Linked DNA regions of Zea mays: region 2 is linked to region 1. The links are chromatin contacts, called in public Hi-C maps. All regions are on one chromosome and are shown on one strand. The core of a region is the stretch at or near the end of the contact, and the rest is flanking DNA. Distances in the headings are between cores, read along the strand shown.

What was found. Hi-C and Micro-C count contacts between places; a contact is called where the count stands out from the background.
Region 2: a Hi-C map of bundle sheath shows a contact between it and region 1, with 2.1 times the contacts expected there. The contact joins the promoter of LOC103652964 here to the promoter of LOC103638892 in region 1. A contact is called at or near these places in 4 of 25 Hi-C or Micro-C datasets (bundle sheath, ear and leaf).

The regions. Positions count from the first base shown.
Region 1 is chr9:117,230,170-117,237,529 of Zm-B73-REFERENCE-NAM-5.0, forward strand. LOC103638892 (transcription factor MYC2) reads right to left here and starts at 4,745. Exons shown (of 1, transcript XM_008661676.4): 1 at 1,653-4,745. The coding sequence starts at 4,245. The coding sequence ends at 2,134. It overlaps TRNAG-GCC (transfer RNA glycine (anticodon GCC)), which reads right to left and starts at 391; the gene lies at 321-391.
Region 2 is chr9:117,791,532-117,798,891 of Zm-B73-REFERENCE-NAM-5.0, forward strand. LOC103652964 reads right to left here and starts at 3,763. Exons shown (of 5, transcript XM_020544483.2): 1 at 2,887-3,763; 2 at 1,879-2,247; 3 at 1-1,809. The coding sequence starts at 3,126.

The DNA of each region.
Region 1 (7,360 bases), core at 3,495-5,994:
ATATAGCCTGTCCGTCACTACTTTTGGTTAGAGTTTGCTATTTCATTTGTAATGAAGTTGTTTGCTGACACCTTTGCGTGTAACAAAAGAAAAGCACACAAAAAATAACATGCTCCCTCAGCCTCGGTGACACGATGCGTGACATACAAAAAAAACAAAATCCTGCTGCTTCACATATAGCCTGTCCGTCACAACTTGTGGGTAGAGTTTGCTATTTCATCTGTAATGAAAGTTTTGCGTGTAACAAAAGAAAAGCACACAAAAAATAACATGCTCCCTCAGCCTCGGTGACACGATGCATAAAAAAAACAAAATTTTGCTGCACCAGCCGGGAATCGAACCCGGGTCTGTACCGTGGCAGGGTACTATTCTACCACTAGACCACTGGTGCTTGTTGTATTGATAAGCTCAACTAGCTTTATTGTTTAGTGTTCCATTCGAAGTATGTCATTATTAGTATATGTTAGCTTTTAATTTACAAGAGGGTTGAACTAAATGGAGTCACATGGACATGGGGTCGAGTCATTTTTGTATTATTTCTTGATTTAAGTTTTTAAAAGAAGCAGATCGAGCCAAAAAAAAGGCATGTGGACATCACTCCGGATCTCTTATCCTCAATTCACTGCCCAATATTGCTTACCGTATTACAAACAAGATAAATGATTAGAGACGCAGCACTCGCCGATACTTGCAAGCAAAAATGGAGCCACTCTTATCCTTTCAGTGCGCGGCAAATGGATATTGGATTAGATTGAGACGGACTGGGCAGGCAAGCGAAGCATATAGCAAAGCTGTTTTTGCAGCCGGCCCCGGTCTGCTGTTAGTTAAAGTGACATGCGCATGCGCGATAAGCAAAGCCGCACGCCACTCGTCGCCTCCATGAAACATGTCCAGCCGACTCAGAGCTAACAACATCCCAAAAGAAAGCAAATTACACAGATGCATGTGCGGCTGTGCCCTTTCCCCATCCATCGCCACAAAAGAAGGTGCTGTTTGGTTCAAAAAATGTAACGCAAATGGTAATGGTAATGGTTTCGGTTCGATTACTGCCGGTAACAAATTTGAATAGGCTGGTATCAAATTTTAGTGTGGTATCGGATTACGGTTGAACTAAAACAAACATGATTTAATGTTATTCGTTACCCATTACGTTACAAATATGTGAACCAAACGGTACCGAAACTCAACCATCATGCAGAGGTTGGCTGGAGCCTGTATGGTCGCTGGATAGTCGTATTTAATACCCCGTCCTAAAATAGCAAAAAAGTAAAATGAATATTCCTGCAAACTCAGAAGCAAGCAATTTGCTCCTACCTTTTTTTAGGAGGAAAAAACGAGCTGCTTCTCCTTCACTTGCGGCTTGCCTAACTCGCTTGATGCCTAGTGCTCGCACGTGCTTGATGGCGAAGCTTACCCAACTAAACCCAACTCACATGCCGCCCCTGTCCATAGCGTCTCCATCATGTCATGTGCACATCCTACTGTCGCTCATGTTAAATTCTCGCACGCCCTCGCAGTCACAGGTGACACAGGACACGCCCACAGCTTTCAGCTCATCAAAATGGCTAATGGGAACGCACATCAAATAAAGATGCATAGAACATCGGTCAAGATACAGCGACATCGATCCCTCGAATGTTTTCACCAAAACCAAACAAAGACCACGTGCTGTACTTGAATAAAAAAAACGGACTCTTCAGTTGCAAGCGAATTCCTGCTGTAATAATACATACATCCTATATACAGCTTTGGATTCAACCAACGCTAAAACATCGGTCGATCCATCGTCGTCACAGCTCACAACAACAGGTACTTAATTAACAACAACGGGGGTGACGCTTGACGGCTGCTTAATCCTGCTAATTACCAGGCTACTAGCAAAAACACAAGAGGATGATGAACAGCAGCCGGAAGCTAGGTGTCATCATCCATCCATCCTTCTAGAGTTTTCAACAACACCAGCATCATCATCGTCGCCGCCGTCCTCCACCTCCTGAATCTCTAAGGCCTATCGTGCGTGTGTGTGTTTTGTAACCATGGTGACCGCGATGACAGTCCCCGTGGTGGGTAGCAGTGTATCGGTATCGTCCCTATCCGGCAGGCACAGGCGAGCTGATGAGCTCTCCTGCCTGATTACCTGCCCATGACAGACCCGGGCTCCGCAAGGCGGCTGTAGAGCGCGGCGCTGAGCTGGTCCTGCGAGTACATGCGGCTGGCCATCTTGACGGCGACCTGCTGGATCATGAGGTCCTTGACGACGGAGACGCTGGCGTGGTACACGTCCAGGTCGAGCTCGCGGAGCGCCGTCATCAGCCGCGCCGACGGGTGGTTGCGCTTGTGGCACTGCACGCGGATCATGGCCTCCAGCCCCAGGATCTTGGCGTCGATCTCTACCGCGTGGCAGCGCGGCCCGCCGGCGTCGTGCCCGCCGAGCCCGGCAGCGGGGTGCGGGTGCGGCCGCGCGTCGCGCTCCTTCTTGAGCGCCTCGACCTGGGCCTGCAGCGTCTCCCTGTCCGACTCCAGCGACGTCAGCTTGCCGCGGAGCTCGTTGATGTAGGAGATGGCGTCGCCGAGCAGCGACGCCTTGTCCATCTTGGACACGTTGGGCACCACGGCGCGCAGCGCGTAGAAGCGCTGGTTCAGCTTCTCCCGCCGCTGCCGCTCCGCCTCCACGTGGTTCAGCGGCTCCTCGCGCCCGTTCGCGGGCTTCCGCCCGCGCTTCCGCGGCCGCTTCTCCGCCTCCGGCGGCGGCGCCACGACGCGGCTGCTCTCCACCTCGCGCACGGACGCGTCCAGGTCCGAGTGGTCGGACTCCGACTTGGCCGGCGCGCCCGTGCCTGCCGACGGCCGCGCGGTCGGCGCCGACGAGAAGGACAGCATGCCCTCGTTCGCCGCCGCCGCCGGGTGGTGGTTGGTGTTGCTCGCCAGGGAGGTGGCTTCCATCGAACGCTTGTTGTTGTTGTTGTTGTTCTTCGCGTCGTTCGCCGCGGCGGTCGCCGTGTGCTGCGACTGCGAGAATAGGCTGCCGGGAGCGGTGGTGAGGCTGGCGGGAGGCGCCGGCGACGGGTTCCTCTGGGCGTTGCTGTCGACGCCGAAGCTGAGGATCTCGCCGGACTCGGGCTTGAAGAACGGCGGGGCCGCCGCCAAGGAAGGATTGGACGCGAAATCCGAGAAGTTGAGCTCCCGGCGGAACGGGCCCTGATTCTGCTGCTGCCGCTGCGGTGGCGCCGGCGGGGCTGGCGGCGCGTGCACGGAGGGGCTGGGGTTCTCCGTGAGCGTGCTCGTGCTCCCGTTCTCGAAGTGAATCTGCGGCGGAGGCGGAGGCGGAGGCGGTTTGGAGACGGAGATCTCGGCCGCCGACGGGTGCGAGTAGGAATCCTTGATGTCCACGACCGGCGCGTCGGCGAGCCACAGCACGGATGGGTCCGTCTCCGCCGCCTGGTCGGCTTCGGCGGCGTGCTGCTGCTGCGGCGCCGCCTGGGGCTGCACGGGCGGCCACGAGCCACCCCCCGGCCCGCCCCCGAAGAGCGAGCGGATCTTGGCCATGGTCTCGGCGGTCTGGAACACGACGTCGGTGGAGCCGAGCTCGAGCACGCCCGTGCCGACGGGGAAGCAGACCATGGTGCGGAGGCCGAAGTTGTAGGCCTGGCGCGCGCGGTCGCACGGCGCGGAGGAGAGGCCGGCGGCGATCCAGGTGTGGTGGCCCGCGAAGAGCGCCTGGCCGGGGAGGCCCGAGCCGTTGAGGAAGGACTGCGTCATGGAGACGAGGAAGAACCACTCGGTGTCGGTGACCTCCTCCTCGACGGCCTCGTCGGGCGCGGGCGCGGGCGCGGCGGAGGCGCCGCCGGAGATGAGGGAGTTGAGCTCGCGGAGCACGCGCTTGCGGTGCTCCTGCTCGGCCTGCGCGGCGGGCGTGAGCGGCGGGCGGTGCCTGCGCTTGTCGTCGTCGCAGCCCTTGTAGTAGCCGTCGCCCCAGCCTAGCAGCGACGCGCCGGTGGCGGCGTCCAGGGAGGACTGCCAGAAGATGGCGTAGGTCCAGGTCTCCCTGGACCCCTCGATCATGGCCTGCAGCCGCTGCTGCAGCGTGTCCTGGTTGAACCCCGGCGCCATCGCCATCGCCGGCGGCATCTGCGGCGGCGGCGGGTTGCCGCCCCCGGCCGGCGCCCCCCAGGGGTAGGCGGGGAGGTCGGCGGAGGCCATGAAGGCCTCCATCATGGAGGCGTTGTCGTCCGTCCACAGGTTCATGGGCGTGGCGTAGCGTGGCAGACCCGAGGAAACGGTGGGCGGAGAATGGAGGGCGAAGGGGAAAGGCGAAGGAAATGGGTTGAAACGCGGAACCCGTGGGATTATGCGGCGAAAACGCCCGTGACAGAGGCTGGGCGCCTGTCCCGCCTCCTGTCCGGTTGGCGAGGCGAGGACAAATACAGGAAGGGAAACAACATCCCTTCGCCACGGGGCCACAGCACCGACCTACAATTCAGGAGGGTTCGTAGCCCGCCTCCTTCAAAAGTGGACCCGATTGTCAGCGAGAAGTGAGTAGCCATGGTGTCCGCTGGGCGTGCTATTTTTACACGTGAAAATGACGCACACACCTGCTTGGTGCTTGCTAGGAGCGCAACCATGTCATGTCACGGACCTCTTAAATACCTCCTTAGCCTAATCGTCAATATATGTACTCCTACTGAGATGGCTCGAATGGAGCATCGCAATTTGCTGCACGTTTTTATTACTCCACGCACGTGCAGAAACAGCAGCATGTGGGCATCGGTAGATAGCCTATAGTAGCTTGTGGCCGGCTCTGTCTGACCGTTGAGTTGATTCCATCCCCGTCAGGAGAGTGGCCCACGTGCAGCGGTTGGAAGCAGCAAAGGCCCTCCACTTCATGGGTCGGTGGGCCCACGCAGCGGACAAGCCAATGAAAGATAAGGAGGCCCAGGTGGGCAATGCGGGACGGCGCACGCGATCTCTGGGGCCGTCCATCCGTGTTCACGTGTTTAGCGAGCGTCGCAGGCGGGCAGCGTGCTAGCCAACCGTCTATATAAATATCTGTTGTGATTCGGCTTAGTGCTAATATAAAACGAGGTGCGGGGCAGCTGTGCTGTGCTGTGGCCGCCGATGGAGGTCGTGGTCGCGTTCGGCTTAATCAATGGTAATCTCCTCTTGGCGCGCAACACATGCTACACGCAACGCAACCATGTACAATTGTCAGGGTATACCAACGCTCGGCAAGCTTCTTTACAGGTATAGGTTACTTTTACAAAGCGTAGCGTCCCGAGTACGCGAAGCAGGAGGAGATATATATCTGTACTAACTATTAAGGAGGCAGTGTAGACTGGCCCCGCCCTGCGATCCCATCCGCCTGCGATTCCCTCGCCGCGAAACCAGCTCGCGCCTCCCACCCGCCTGCGATCCCCTCGCCGCGAAACCAGCCAGCATCCCCGCGGCGCCTGCGATCCCCTCGCCGCGAAACCAGCCCACGTCTCCCACCCGCCTGCGATCCCCTCGCCGCGAAACCAGCCAGCATCCCCACGCCTCCCTCGCCGCGAAACCAGCCCGCGCCTCCCACCCACCTGCGAATCCCTCGCTGCGAAACCAGCCAGCATCCACGTGCCTCCCTCGCCGCGAAAGCCCCCGCCTGCGAATCCCGGCGCCGCGAAACCAGCCAGCATCCCACCCGCACGCCAGCGCCTCCCCCGCCGCGAATCCCACCCGCACGGCCGCCCGCGCCTCCCCCGCCGGCGGAACGTCCGCCGGTCCTCTAGCTCCGTGAACAACCCTCGCACGCCCTCAAGCCCGCACGCCTGCTGCCGCGAAAACCTCCGCTACCAAGCCGCCCACACGCCCGCACGCCAGCCCCCGCGAATCCATGCTCTTAGCGCTCTCCCTCCCCCGCGGCCAGCGTCCCACGCACTCCCTCCCTCCGCGGCGCCCAGATCCGACCGCACTGCACCCCCGATGCCTAGATCCGCGTTTCAGGAGACCGCCGCCGGTGGAGACTGCTACATGGAATGTAGGTGGCCGCATGCCGCCAGGCTCGCTTAGCCTCGATGGCTGGCTCTGCCGCCGGCCTACATCTACATCCTCGGGTAAAGCCCCCTAATTTATTCTTGAGTCATTGCGGTTGCGCCGGCATGCAGGTTCCAAGAGATCGTCCTGTTGAACGCCAGGAACATCCTCGATGCCGAGGACAATGGCCCCGCGAGGAAGTGGGTGTCGCTGGTCAGGCGAACGCTAAACAGCCTGCCAGGAAGTAGCCATCCTCACCTAGCGATTCTTCACTTGAGTCGCTTCTTCTTCATAGCCATGAATCTTGTCAACCTATTCATCTGTATGGTTTTGGACCAGTTACTGTGCAAGGTTTTCCTGTACTGTTCTTTCTAATTATCTTGATCCTATTCTTCATCCAGAATGGTAGCTTGTGATGGCTAAGGAAATTGCTGCGCTTGAGCGTACCAGCATGTGGGATCTTGTTCCTTATCCTCATATTCGTCCTATTACATGTAAATGAGTTCATCAGTTTTTCTCTTAAGCATTATAAAGCTCGTGTGGTTGCTCGTGGTTTGCAACAAGAGCATGGCCATGATTATGATAATTTGGGGTTGAGGGTGGGTTGGTTGGATAGATGGCTATGCATCTAACACTTTCATGTTTGAATTATTCTAGCATGATCTAGACCCTGATGAGTACGTACAAAAACTCGGAGGTGACTGTTTTTTTCCAAAATGACGCAGACCATACTAATTATTTTTGGCCTTGCTGTTGGCAATACACAGTTAGGGGTCTGAACTTTTGATGTTAGTGCTTTGAAGTATATCTTGTATATGTTCATTTATTTTCTTTGCAAACTTTTCATTTTCAATATGAAGTCTCTTTTAGCATCCTGGATCTACCGACCTAGCATGCACCATCTTTTTTCAAAAACAGTAACTTGGTAGTGTTTGCAGGTGGCTCTTTTCTGCATGTGCATGGGAGGAATCATGTATTTTCTGGAGTACGAGCCAGACACAATGGCTCCATTCCTCAGAGGGCTCATCAGGCTCTTCCTGGCAAGCAAGATCAGCAATCCAAGCCCCCTGCCTCCCAATCGAAATGCCTCCTACTCGTACCTTCAGACGCTGAATGCTCTGGAGCAATCAAGAACCCAACCAGGGGTGGATAACGGACTGACGACATCGGAGAAATACAACCTCGAATCAATTCCTGGACTTTAGAGACCTCATCTGTGGTAGTAGTAAATTGGGTCTTGTAGCTTAGGAAGATCACGAAAACTCGAACACCCATTACATGTGCCATCCTGTGATGGGTTTATACTCTGTTATATGTGTTTGTCTTGAGTGCAAAATAAATGGATAAGCAGAGG
Region 2 (7,360 bases), core at 2,513-5,012, 560 kb after region 1:
AGCAGTGTCATCTCCAGCTTGCTGTGAATGACTAGCTTCAGAGTACTTGATTTCAATAAGAGCATTCATCGGGCTGAACGGAGTTCCCACCTTAGTTTCGCCGACACCTTTTTCATTCGTATGTGACGAGCATGCAACTCGTGATGCATGTGTATCCTTAACAGAATCATCAGGTGTCCTGCTGTTGTCATCGTCTAATATAGCACACGGCGATTTATCACCTTCCTCTGAACCAGTAGCTCCGTCGTTGCTGTGCCAAGACTCTGTGTTAGCATCAGATGCTAAATGAGGCCGAGTATTTTCAGTCTTCCCTTTCACCTTGCGCTCAGTCTGATCATGCCTATCCACAACCATAGGAGATGAAGCTCTACCCCCAGTTACAGATGGGTCATCAAACGATCCAGCACTTGCACTTCTAGCAGGACTACGACCAGGATTTGGAAAGCGAACAATCAATCTATGATTATTTCCATGATCAAGTGGCATATCAGGTCCTTTTTCAGAAGCTGTTCCAGTTTGAGATGACTTATCCTGCAGCAATGATCGATCAAGGGAGACAGATCTTCCTACAGAAGCTTCCTTCAGGTTCCCTGAAACAAGACCATTGTTTGCCTTTCGATGGCTTCGTGAAGAACTTTCAGAAGTTTTACTAGCACCACCAGAAGCAGCAGTTGAACTTCTTGCATCCTTCGATGGCTCACTAGATATTGACTGGCTGTTATTCGGTGATTGGCTTGAACTGCTGGTTTTCTCCTCTTTTACAGTAGGCAGCTCAGGACCAGTCCCACCAGTTGATTTGCAGGGCTGGTCCTTCAAATTGGTAGTAACATTTGTTGGTTGCACGTGTTGTGAATTTGACAAGGCAGATACCCCAGGGTTCAACTTCGCTTCAGCATCTGTGCCCCCAGGCTTATCAGTCAAAAATTTTGATGATGAAAGAGTGGGCACTGGATTTTTTGGACTGTTCTCACTTGAACCACCTCGTTTGGTTCCAGCATTTGAAATTTCTTGGAAACCTGCTTTTCCTGACCAGGAAACAGATTGACCTGAAACTAAAGGTTTCACATCATTTGACTTCATCTCAGCATCAACACGCTTCTTCCAGTTCTCAACAAGACACTTAGCTTTCTTCTGAATCTCCAGATTTTTATGGCTACGCAGATGATTGACAGATTTCCCAATGCTACAACTTTGCAATGCACTGAGATTTATAGGCAATTTAGCTAATGCACGAAGGAGGGCCAAGAGAAGTTCGTCAATAGGCTTATCTGCTTCTTTAGGACTACTCCCGTCACCAGACTTCCCTTTGTGGGCCTCTTGAAGCCAACTGTCCAACACGGGAAGGCCCCTTGATTGCACAAATCTGCCGAGGCAATCAGGATTCTCTGTAGCAGCAATAACATCAGCAAGTATAACCCGACCACTAAGGTCTATCTTCTGCTCAGTTCGATCAAGCTGCATAAGATGTACAAGCTTTTCAACTGCTTCAGCATTTGGAAGCCCATCTTTTTCTGTTATCTTTGCTATTTCAGACTTAATATCATCCAAGTTAAAGATTCCAGGCTCACTGTCGTCAACCTTAAGTAGACGATCTCGATCCCGCTTAGCTGGATCAACTCCCTGTTCACTTCTATCTCTCTTCTTTCCTTTAGATAAACCACCATTCTGCGTACCAACTGAAGCAGTCTTCAGTTGCTGGGAAGCTGATGGACCATTTAAACGCTTTGGAGAGCGTCCACCTGATTGCAATGCGGCACGCATTTCTAGCCTTGTTCTGTGTAGAAGTCGATTTACTTCTTCCTGCCGTTCCTGGTTTTCAATTTCATATGTGAATAATAGATAATAATGTACAAAACAAGAAATAAATGATGAACTTACATTAATATAGTCCTTGTCAGTAAGCCACCATAAGCACTTATTGTCAATATCGTACACACGCCAACATACAAATGAAGAAATTCCAGCTGGTAGTTCAACGCCTTTACGTAAAAAGGCAACTTTGCAAGGATGCAGTAGAGAAACAGCAGATGCTTCGTCCTGGTGGAAAGAGTAGAAGATCTCGTTTGGTGCAGCACTGAGTTGTATACCCTTGTTAAGCTTCACGTCGGTAGGTCTATAAAGCCAACTAACACGTAATTTGGGATGGCCGTCTTCCTTTTTCTCAATCCAACGTATCAATCCAATGAACGGAGGAACATCAACAGCCCGAAAAAGAGCACAATCGCCTACTCTAATCTCACGACCGTCCTGAAAATTAAACAGCTTGTTAAAAAGTCATCCAATGACCAGCATCTTGTTCCATTCTCTTGTTAGTTAGGTACAAGTTCAACAATTACAACCTCACAGTCACAGTGCTCATTATGTTAGCAATCAAACAAGCAGCGGGCAAATGTGTTATTGAAATGAACACCAGCAGTCCAGCACAAGCAAGGTCTGCCTTGCATCATTTGCATAAAGTAAAAATACAGCTGCAATAGGAAACTAAGTAATTTGTTAACCCTTGAACGTTATTCACCGGATTAATTCGATGCAAGGCGTCATTTCAGAGAAAAATTAAATAGAAGATCCTTTCATATGGCGTAACAAAATTGCCAATTTGAAAGAGAGCCTGTTCACAGAATTCGATGCAATGATGCAAAAAGAACTCCATGCCAATATTTACATATTAGCATGATTGCAGTCCGTAGTAGTACATCCAAACTCAACAGTTTACTGGACCAAAAACCTCGACGCCTCCGCCACATGAGCAATCTAGTTATCTACTACTGCAGAAGCTTCATATAGCAGGTATTGTACAAGTCCAAGCAGGGAGAAAAAGGGTTAGCAACCTCAGTCAGTCTAAACCCACAAAGTTTAGCAAGCAAGTAATACCCAACAAAGACGCACCTTTACAAAGGAACCGGGTGACACTGGGCGAGGGGGATCGATGCACTCCTGCTGCGCCGCCGATTCCGGCGGAAGAGAAGTCGTCCGAGACGGGGGGACAGATGAGCCAGAAGGAGAAGTAGCTGGTCCTTGTGCAGGTGGTGGTGGAGCTTCTGCCTCTACGCGTGCCGCTGGCCACATGAGCCGAACGAGACGCTGCCTCCTGACGTCGCAACCCTCAGCGCCGCGCCACCCATGCATATCCGGCTCGCTGCATCTTCCCCAACGTCGCCGTCGAACCCTCTTCCTCGCCGAGCTCCGGCGCCGCGCCGCGCCACCATCACCAGATCGCCGGCACTAACCCTAGGCCCTCCGAAACCCTAGATCCGCGAGCCTCCGCTCTGCGCGCATCCGGGACACCCGAATTCGAGTCCAATCGGTCGATTCGGGCGAACCGCCTCACCCGGCGGGAGCTCGAATCCGGTGGAATCGACGGGCTCCGGTCGGGCTCGATTGGGGGTCTGGGGGCTGGGTCAGCGGAGTGGGCTCCGCGGCTTGGACCCGATCCGAGGTGGGGCGGAGGCGGAGAGAGAGAAATTCAGGGATTCAGCGAGAGGGAGAGAGATCGCAGCTGGGTGAGCAGGGACAGGGGCAGGGCACAGCAGAGACGGCGAGGGAGGTCGGGTCGAGAGATGGGGAGAGAGGGGATGATGTCTCGTCTCGACTTGTCCTGGCAGGCCAGGGATGAGAGCAAAGGGGCAAATTCGACCATGCACAGTGACCGCAGCCGCAGGGGACCTCCTTCTGTGCCTGCGCGGCGACGCCGTGTCGCCGTTCATGTGAAGCCAGTGCACTCACACGATGCGGAAGTCAAGGCATATCAAACACGGCTTGTAAATGACATGTTTTAACCCTTTATTTCAGTATTTTACAATATAATGTACTGTTATGTTGTGATGTTTTAGGGCTAGTCCTAACAGTTATTCAGGAAAGAAAACAAGAATCGTGTAGAAATAGTTATGTGACATAAATCTATGTATTACCTCTATTCAAGTGAATTTTCAGCTATGAATAAATATAATGACGAGTTAGTAATAGGTAGCCATTGGGAAAACGAGATGCGAACACTTTTGTCCAAGAGTTTAGCTAATATTGTCAAGTTTTTAAGAACCAATAGGATCTGGAGTATAGAGGTCTTGTTAATTCATCTACTCACTCCCATCGGTACTCCTTTATTTTTAGTTACATAAGAGCATTTACAAGAGTACCTAATATTTAACCTCCCAGTATGTTTAGATTGACATCTCCTCGAAAGTTTTTGAACCTAGCAAACACTGCATTCTCTAACCGTTCCCAATTATTTTGCCAAGATAACACGTGGCTTGTCAGAGTTCAGCTCTTCTAACCGTGCAAGGGCTCCGCGGACTGATGGGTGTTGGCGTAGATGTCGACGGACGCACTGGTGCAGTTACTATTCGAGTCAACGACTTTGGTGTGGCGGCAATCAAGGTAGAACACAACGACGGCGATGTTGAACGTCGTGTTGTGCTCGACGGCCGCCACCCCGCCGTCGACCACTCGACAGCCACAATGTTGTGCCACCCCGCCATCGACCACCCGACGGCCGAGCACGGCACGAGAGCCCCGAGTTTGGCCACGTACAGCGTGTCCTTGGAGATGGTTGCTCACTGGCGAAGCTTGCCACATGGAACTATCTCAGAATCGTTGTTGTTCCACGGACACGCACCTACAGAAATCTCCGCATGGCATAGGTGTTTTTTCGTGTGTGAGTAGATAGGACAGCTGGTACTGTTGGGTGACTGTTTTTTAAAAAAATCTTAAATTAAGGATTTGAATTAGAAGTATTAGAATATGTTGGAGATGCTCTAACGGTTAGTCAGAGGTAATTAGTTTTAAAACAAATTATTTCATCCAAAATACCAAATATTTAAATCAAAATTTTTATGACAAACATTTTATAAATATATTTCTCCTGCTTTATGCAATTTTTACTCGATAGTTTTCAGGGAAAACTAATGGTATGTTTGGTTTGCAACACGGGATGGCCTGCCAGACCACTTGAATTAGGTTTTAGTCTATGGGCTACCATAACCTGATGGAATTAGGTTTTAGTCATCTGCTTAGCATTAGTAGGGTAGCGGGCGAGCCTCTAGAACGAGTTCATTTTTGTGAAAAAATCATCGGTCCACCTCATTATGGTTAGATCCATGTCAAATGAGATGAACTGTCTAGAATATGTTGTAAAGGTTGGGGTCGAGCCTGTGTTAAAACCATGCACGTTGCGAAAATAGTCGAGCCACAGAGCGAAGTTACGAAAGACCATGGATTATTTCCTCCACCGACACTACCCCGAGTACAGCGTTCGTGACGACATCAAAGTCACCTGTTAGGAGTCTAAGTCCACCACCGTCGATTGATTAGGCAGGTCAATAGCATCACAGAGGTTGCCACCGAAGTGTAGTTGCGCAATGGCAAGAGCCACTACTGCGCCCCGGTGAACCCCAAACTCCACGACCTCGCGAACACAGTCCGGGATACCAAGGAGGCACAGTCATGATTTCTCCTCGTGCACGAACAAATTTATGGGTTGATCTACGTACAAGAAAAGGCTCGACGTTGCGAGCCCTAATGCTGCAAATGGTTTTGCAGATAGTCAGGAGTCTAAGAGATTGGGAGTCCAGAGACCGAACCATGAGAGACTACTTGTCCTGAATCGTTAAGAGTCGCTAACTATGACTGAAGATGTCGGACTTCGGCATTAGCCGCCTTTAGAGCCACGTGCGACGCGTCCAAATCCCTCATGAGGTTGTCTATCGCCCACCCCAAAGGGGGCAGTGAGATGGACAACTAAGACATGGGATTGTAATGCCTTCGCGCCTCGGAGGAAGCGATCGCTGCCCTAGAAAGGCGCACCAAGGATTAAATAGAAGAGGGATAAGAGGAAACCCCGAGATAAGGGTGGGGCGATTGTACCATTTCGTCAAAAAATCCCCTAGGAGGTCTACCCTGACCCATGAGTGGAAGGAGGCGTTGGCTAATAAGGAAGTCCGCAAACAAGGTCGCTCTCACGCCCCCTCTCTTGCTTTTAAGGAGGGAAGGCTCACAGAAAAGATCACGAAGAAAATACCTAAGGGACATACGACACAAAAAACTAGGGAAAAATATTACTTTATTACTACTTTAGGGAAGCGACGCCAAGATGCGATACAACGCAATCAACACACACCATGAACGACGTCATGAGCCGACACCTTGAGCACGACATGGCTGCCCACCTCGTTAAAACCCTCCAACTAGTCTTCCAGTCCTTCATCCGAGAGGGACGAAGGAGGACCGACATTGTCCTAGAGACTATAGCCAGAGCAGATCTCCCCCATAAGCAGCGCCACCGCGACTGTTGGGGACTTGTTCTCAAATGCTATGAATTAAGAACAAGGCAACATAGAATATTAAATATTAATGTCCTTCGTCCGCGGAAGCATTATATCCCCAAGGATTTAATGAGCTTCGGACGAAGGCCATAAACAAAATATCACGAAGGTCGTACCTTCGTGATCATACTTGAAAAACAATATGAAGTAAAATGTAAAACATAAGGCATTATAGAAAGACATGCTGAAAATGAATAGCAATATTCACATATATTTGATTATGTGAACCTAAATATTGAAACATAATATTTAAGTACATTTATACCTTCGTCTTAGCAGAAAGCAATAATTCCAGCGTAATGTGCCAGTGATTACAAGATTGCGTGAACAGTACAGAGGTACTGTTCACCTATTTATAGACACAGGGCGTGGCCTGTGAGGAATTACAATTATGTCCCTCATAAGGGATTACAACGGTGACTCAAACATTTATGGACTAAAAGGTCATTCTACTTTTATGTCGGTTTGTAAATTCCGAAGCTTCATGAAGAGGAACCTTCGGTCATCTCATACGAACAGCTTCAGCCGAAAACTGCTTCTTCCTACAAGACCTTCGGCGACGAAGCATAGTCCCAACAGTAGCCCCTTTCGCGGTGCTAGATCGTTTTTCGTAACGAGCTTGATCCGTGAAAAAAGTCTCCTAAGCTTCAGGAAGCCGAAGGTCCAAAAAACACCTTCCCTGAGCTCGTTGTCGAGAAACGATTCAATTTCCCAGCGCATAGCGATCCCACCTTGCAGAGTTACTGTTTGGTCTCTGCGGTCCACCGTGCAGTGAGTGCAAGCGGCTGTCCGCCTGGTGTAAAAATCCTGGCGCTTCGCCTTCTTACCTGCAGTACTATATAAACAGACGAGTAGGTGTGAAGTTACCACAGCATTCATTGCTATTTGCACTGTTTTGCTGCCAAAATTTTTAACCATAGCCGAAGCTTGACTCTCGGAATCGAACGAAGCTCCAGCTTGAAGCCTGCTTCGTCAGAAGAAAAAACTTCGGAAGAAAAAGTATTTAATTCCCACAAATTCAGAATTAAATGGCCAGAGTGCGT